Regions from separate parts of the Zea mays genome. Here region 2 is linked to region 1. The links are chromatin contacts, called in public Hi-C maps. All regions are on one chromosome and are shown on one strand. The core of a region is the stretch at or near the end of the contact, and the rest is flanking DNA. Distances in the headings are between cores, read along the strand shown.

Evidence for each region. A called contact is a pair of places that touch in the nucleus more often than the background predicts.
Region 2: a Hi-C map of ear shows a contact between it and region 1, with 3 times the contacts expected there. The contact joins the promoter of LOC100284309 here to the promoter of LOC100284765 in region 1. A contact is called at or near these places in 3 of 25 Hi-C or Micro-C datasets (ear, leaf and tassel).

The regions. Positions count from the first base shown.
Region 1 is chr3:15,013,621-15,016,732 of Zm-B73-REFERENCE-NAM-5.0, forward strand. It overlaps LOC100284765 (fasciclin-like arabinogalactan protein 7), which reads left to right and starts at 1,409. Exons shown (of 1, transcript NM_001157660.2): 1 at 1,409-2,487. The coding sequence starts at 1,441. The coding sequence ends at 2,259.
Region 2 is chr3:15,155,825-15,158,936 of Zm-B73-REFERENCE-NAM-5.0, forward strand. LOC100284309 reads right to left here and starts at 1,489. Exons shown (of 9, transcript NM_001397564.1): 1 at 931-1,489; 2 at 713-808. The coding sequence starts at 1,351.

The DNA of each region.
Region 1 (3,112 bases), core at 159-2,658:
AGTTTTACCTAGAAAAGTTTTTAATGAGGCGGCATTGTACTAACAGCTCAATATTTATGTACATTTTGTTCAAATTGTGTTGAATGTTGAACTGTGCATGTTTTTGTTCAAACTGTATTTTTTCTGTTACCGGGCTTCGGGCTGGCCCGACACTCTTTTGGGTCAGGGCTTTTCGGACTAGCCCCTCTCGAAGGGTCATGCCTGGGCCCTTGGTAAGGCACGTAGGACTGAGCAGGCCCGGCTCGGTAGGCCCGTGGGCCTGGTCGTGCTGTGTCTAATTGGACCATGCATGTGCCCGGCCGGGCGGCCCGTTTGCTCATCTATACATGGTAGGGTGGATCCTATTGGAGACTTGTTCTCAAATACTATGAATCAAGAACAAGACAACATAAAATGTTAAATATTAACGTCCTTCGTCCTTCGAAACATTATTTCCCTTAGGTTATAATGACCTTTCAGACGAAAGTCATGAAGGACATCGAAGGTATGAAGGTAATAGAAGGAAGTGTGTAAAATACAAAAGATAACATAAACAGTTATATAGCATTATCAACTCATCTTCATTATATTATTATGAGAAAATAAAAACAATATTGAATCACATTTAGTACCTTCGGCTTGATAGACAGCAAAGGTACGAACGTGATGCAAAAGCAAATGCCAAGTCAGCGTGAACAGTACGGGAGCACTGTTCATCTATTTATAGGCACGGGACGCAGCCCATGTAAAATTACGCTCATGCCCTTTACATTTGCTAATGACTCTATAGTGATCCATCGAGGTCTAAATAGCCTTTTCCCTTTTAAGTCGGTTTTCTTTCCTGCTGTCATGCTGAAGCTCCCTTGCGCGTAGCTTCGGCGCTGCATCAACCTTCGTATCCTTTGTGCTTCTCCGACTGTGGTTTTGATTCGAATCCGAAGGTACCTGTTCATGTATTACAACTCCGGAAACGTTGTTAAATCATGTTTTTAAGGACCTTTAGAAGACGAAGGCCCCCAACAGATCCTGAACTGCACTCATTCATTCAGTCTTCCTGCTCTTTCGTTCATTTGTCCCGTTCATTCCGTTAGACTGGCAAGGGAACCTTTTCTTTCAGGTAATCAGCCACGCCAAAAAAAAAACAGCCTATCACTGACCCTCTCACAAGACAGCAAATCAGCATCATTACCACCTTGTGATCGTCAGAAAAAAAGATGAGGGAACTCGGACCCTCTCGTGTCTGCACTTGCTGCTGCTTGAAGCAAGCATGGCTGTTAGGCTGTTCCACCTGGGCAGGGGCAGCTCACCTCACCTCACCGTTTGGTGCCCTGTAACTGTAAGACTCACCCCCACCACCTTCTCTTACAGCTCACTCCTCTCCACCCACCTCGCTATAAGTGCCAGCTAGCGTCACGAGCCCCTGCCACACCGATCCTCCCAGCTGCATCTGCATTGCATTGCATGCACAGGTCGCGCCCACCATCAGTAGCGGTCGCCGCCATGCAGAGACTCGTGCGCGTCCTCGTGGTGCTGGGCGTGGCCGCCGCGGCGTCGGCGCAGGGCCCGACGGCGGCGCCAACGACGCCCACGCCGGCAACCCCCGCGGCGCCCGCGCCCGCGACGGCGTCCAGCAACATCACGGGCGTGCTGGCCAAGGCCGGGCAGTTCAACACCTTCATCCGGCTGCTCAAGTCCACGGGCGTGGCGTCGCAGATCGACAACCAGGTCGCCAACGGCGGGAACGGGGTCACGGTGTTCGCGCCCACGGACAACGCGTTCCAGTCGCTGCCCTCGGGCACGCTCAACTCGCTGTCGGACCAGGACAAGAACGCGCTGGTGCAGTACCACGTGGTGTCCACCGCCATCCCCATGTCGCAGTTCGACACCGTCAGCAACCCGCTCCGCACGCAGGCCGGCAGCGCCTCGCCGGGGGAGTTCCCACTCAACGTCACCTCCTCCGAGGGCCAGCAGGTCAACGTCACCACGGGCGTCGTCACCGCCACCGTCGACAACTCCCTCTACTCGGGCGACAGCCTCGTCGTCTACCAGGTCAACAAGGTGCTGCTCCCCATGAAGCTCTTCGGCGCCGCGGAGGCGCCCGCGCCCGCGCCGCTCGCGCCGGCCAAGAAGAAGGGCAAGACGCCGGCGGCCGTCGCCGACTCGCCCGACGCGGCGGAGGCGTCCCCGGACGCCACGACCACGTCGCTCGCGCCCGCGAGGCTGACGCGGGGTGGCCTCGCCACGGCTCTTGCGCTCGCCGGCGTTTGGTGGGGGCTGTAGTCACGGCGAGGAGTGTCTCGTCAGGTCTCTCCGGTGGCCGTGACATCTATACTTTTTTTTTCGTTCGCGGGTCTTGTTTGTCTTTTCGTTTTTACTTTATTGCCCATTTTTGGATGAATTGTTCTTCCCTGTCATTCAAATTGCTAGGAGTATGTCATGTCATGTAACGTCCTTGTCCCATTTTTATGTAATGTTAACTAAATAAATATGAGTTGTGTATATTTCAGTACCCCGGTTCTATTTGCTCAGCTCTTATACGCACACAAACATGATACCACGAGTTTATCAGATTGGGCTTAGTTCCATTTTTTTTATAGAAAAAATCACTCTGACAATGTTGAAGCAGATACATACGTACAGTCTGACGTGCATGACGAAAACAACGAAAATGCAAACAATTATCTTTACGAGAGCCTGCAATAATGGAGAAAAGGAATATGTAGTTCTACAACCTGTAAGAACTAAGGTGGTGTTTGGTTCACCAAAATGTACCGCAAACAGATTACATGCGGTAATAGATGCATATACTTTTATTGGGTTGAGCTCTTTTTAGTAGTAATAGATACTACTATCCAATCTAATTACAACTAGTAACCATTACTATTCACTTATCAATGTTTGAACCAAACAACACCTAATAGATACTAATAAGTCATTCGGTCTAATTTTGTCAAATGCACACCAATCCATCAAGAAGGTTACACACAGTGAGCTTTCCATGCTCGAAGCCCTTGCAGGCGCATTATAGCACACTACCGGAATCGACGGCTTTGCCGAGTGCCTGAAGCACTCGGCAAAGCCTTAAAAACACTCGGCAAACTCTTTGCCGAGTGTCGCACTCGGCAAAGAGGGC
Region 2 (3,112 bases), core at 239-2,738, 140 kb after region 1:
CCGATGGCCCGTCGCTACAAATGCATTTAGCGACCAACTGTCGGTACATAACTTTTAGCGACCAACCGTCTGTCCCTAATAAGGGTCGCTAAAGATCAACCGTCGTATAGTGGTAGTAGTCTCGCCGTCGTTGTCTGACAACATAATTGAGAACATGTGCTCATTTATTTTGAAAGAAGTCATTTCGTGTGAAATAAAATATCACGATGATACCAATATCTTAACTAGGACATAGTTTAGAGTACTAACCGAAATTAGTATATTAAATCTTAGCCGAGATAGTTATTAGAGGTTAGGTGAAAACTTTGATGTATAGAATGTTTGATACATATAAGTGAATCTTTATAGTTGTAAACACAAAATTTGATATATAATGTATGATAGAATTTAATTTTGTATTGTTTTCAATATTAATATAATATGTATATATATATAGTTGTGTGTAAATATATAAAAATTCAGTTTTGGTGGAAAATTTGAAAAGGGCGAGAAACTACCACTGCCGGCTAATTTTAGAAAACCCAAAAAGTATTTGCAGTGGCGATTATTCACGAGAACGACAAGTAGAAATAATTTTCCACTAGCGGTTACTTTAAAAGAACCGTAAGTGATAAATGACATTGAAAACGTGTTATAAACCGTCTGGTGAAAAAAAAAATGAACAGATGCAGTAAAGAACTAGACAGATATCTACTCCGGCCATATAATTCACCTGTCTTGTTGTCACCAGCAGCGTACAGGTCGTCGGTGGTGTTGGTGTAGGAGTAGCCAACGCCGGCCGGCGAGTCCAAGAACAGCACATTCGCCACTGCAAGCAAACCAATCCATCCGTCGTCGACACTAGACACCATGAGTCCATGACAAACATATATATAACAAGCTAGCTTTACTGGGTGAAAAAAAAAGAGGCATCGAAACTGGCCGCCGGACCATTGTTCCAGGCGTAGGGATTCAAGGAGAGCGTGGCGCCGTCGGGGTTGACGCGGAAGGCGCCGAGCTCCTCCATAGCGCCGTAGCCAAGAGAGGAGCACCCGGGCCCGCCGTTGAGCCAGAGCACGAGCGGCGCGGAGCCCGCCGGCACGCCGGAGGCCACCATGAGCCAGTAGAAGAGCGCCCGACCCGCGGCGGCGTCGACGGTGACGTAGCCGGAGTACATAGAGAAGTTGACTGGGGGCTGGCCCGGCAGCCTGTCGATGCGGTCCAGCTCTGCCGCGGCCGTGATCACGTCGGTGGCGGCGGCGGCGGACGCGGCAGCGGCACAGCAGCCGAACAGCGCGACTAGTATGGCGGCCAGCACGACCGTGGCGGCGGCCGCCGCCATTGGCGCCGCTCCCGCTCGCAGGGGAGCCATCCAATATTCCAATCCAAGTGCTGGACGTACACGTACTAGTTACGTTACGTAGTTGGAGAAGAGCTACGTACAGAGCAACGAACAGCATGGTATGGTATGGTTGTACGTGAGGAGTGGACAGTGGAGGCCTTGAGGCATGGATTTATGGAGGCTTTCGGGGATTATTATGCAAGTTGGCCAATGGGGCCGCACTGGGCCGGGGACTGGCTGCTTCCTGCTTCGTGGAAAACATGCACTGCACTGGTGGTTTGTTGGGTCTTGTGGCCTATAATATACTGCTGCCGTTTCGTTATCTCGGTTGTCAGTGATCGCCACGATATTTTTCTTCCCCCCCAACTCCTGCCCTTCATATGCTTGAAAAAAAACAGGGTTTTCTCTACAGATATTTTAATTTGAATCTCGGCGATCATCGATAAAACAAGAATATCGGTATATCGAAAATTTCAAATTCGGACGTGCGTGAAAGAGATAGGATATACGGGGATGCATGAGAGCCGATGAGGCCGAACGAAGGTTGGCGACGACGACGACTTGCGGCGTCGCGGGGCGGTTACGTACGCGCGCTCTCTTCTTCTTCGTCCCTCATCTATCTACGCGAATGCAACGCGCGTGGATTTGTGGGGGGTCGTCTGAAACAAGCCTGCTCGTACGTGGCGATCGAGTGTGCCGCCATTGCATCGTTAATAATATGGTAGCTTTAATTATTTGTGGTCGACGCACAGCGCGTTCATTCAATCGTCGTCTCCCTGATCAGCTGATAAAGTGACGTCCGCTAGCTCCTCCTTGAGTTGATGATGCCGGATGACCTTTTCACCTTCGATCTGTTAGGGTTCTTCTGAAGCTGATTTTCCATCTGTGCTCCTTCTTCAGTATATAATGTATCCACCATGGCACATTGCCATCCATATGTTGTATAACCGGCCCATTGAACATGATTCTGAGTGGAACACAAACTCGGTTTTATATCTACAATGTCAGACCATCTCCACCGGTTTACTCGTACTCATGCTTATATTTAAACTACACTCTACAAACCATGCAAATCTACAGTGCAAAATGTGTTTTTTTAATCATATGGTTGAACCATTGTACATTGCACGCACTTATATGGTTACTAAAAACACCGTCTTACATCGTTTTATATTGTAGATTGCACTGTTTATAGAGTATAGTTTAAATATATATATATATATATATATATATATATATATATATATATATATATATATATATATATATATATATATAGGGCGTTGGTAATGGAAGCCCTGGGCTTCATATAGGTGCGCGGAGCCCCAGCCGGACGAGCCGAACGTGGTCGAACCGAATGGATCGATCCAGGCGGCCCTTTTTAATGCAGTACAGTTATGCAAGTATAATTGCTTGTACAAATATGCGTAAACCAACGTGGGCGACGTGTTCGTACGTGGATCGGTGACGTGTAACCCGTAAAAGGTGGAAGCGCATTTAAACAGACAGTTACGACACCGTAAATGTATTCATAACATTGCATAGATGTCTGTTACTCCCCCGAACAGATCGCCCACGATCAGCGCGGCCACGATCCTAAAATTAAGCGGGTAATGGATATGCGCCGTGAAATATGCGTCCACGATATTGGATATACGTTTGGTACAGGGAAAAAAATCATAATCTTCCAGAAAAGTGGTGAGTACGCATCATTTGATAGTCCACTGCTGGGTGAACGGCGATTTGGATCTGGAAGATGGCGGCGCCATGGGGAAACAAGACCATAAGTGA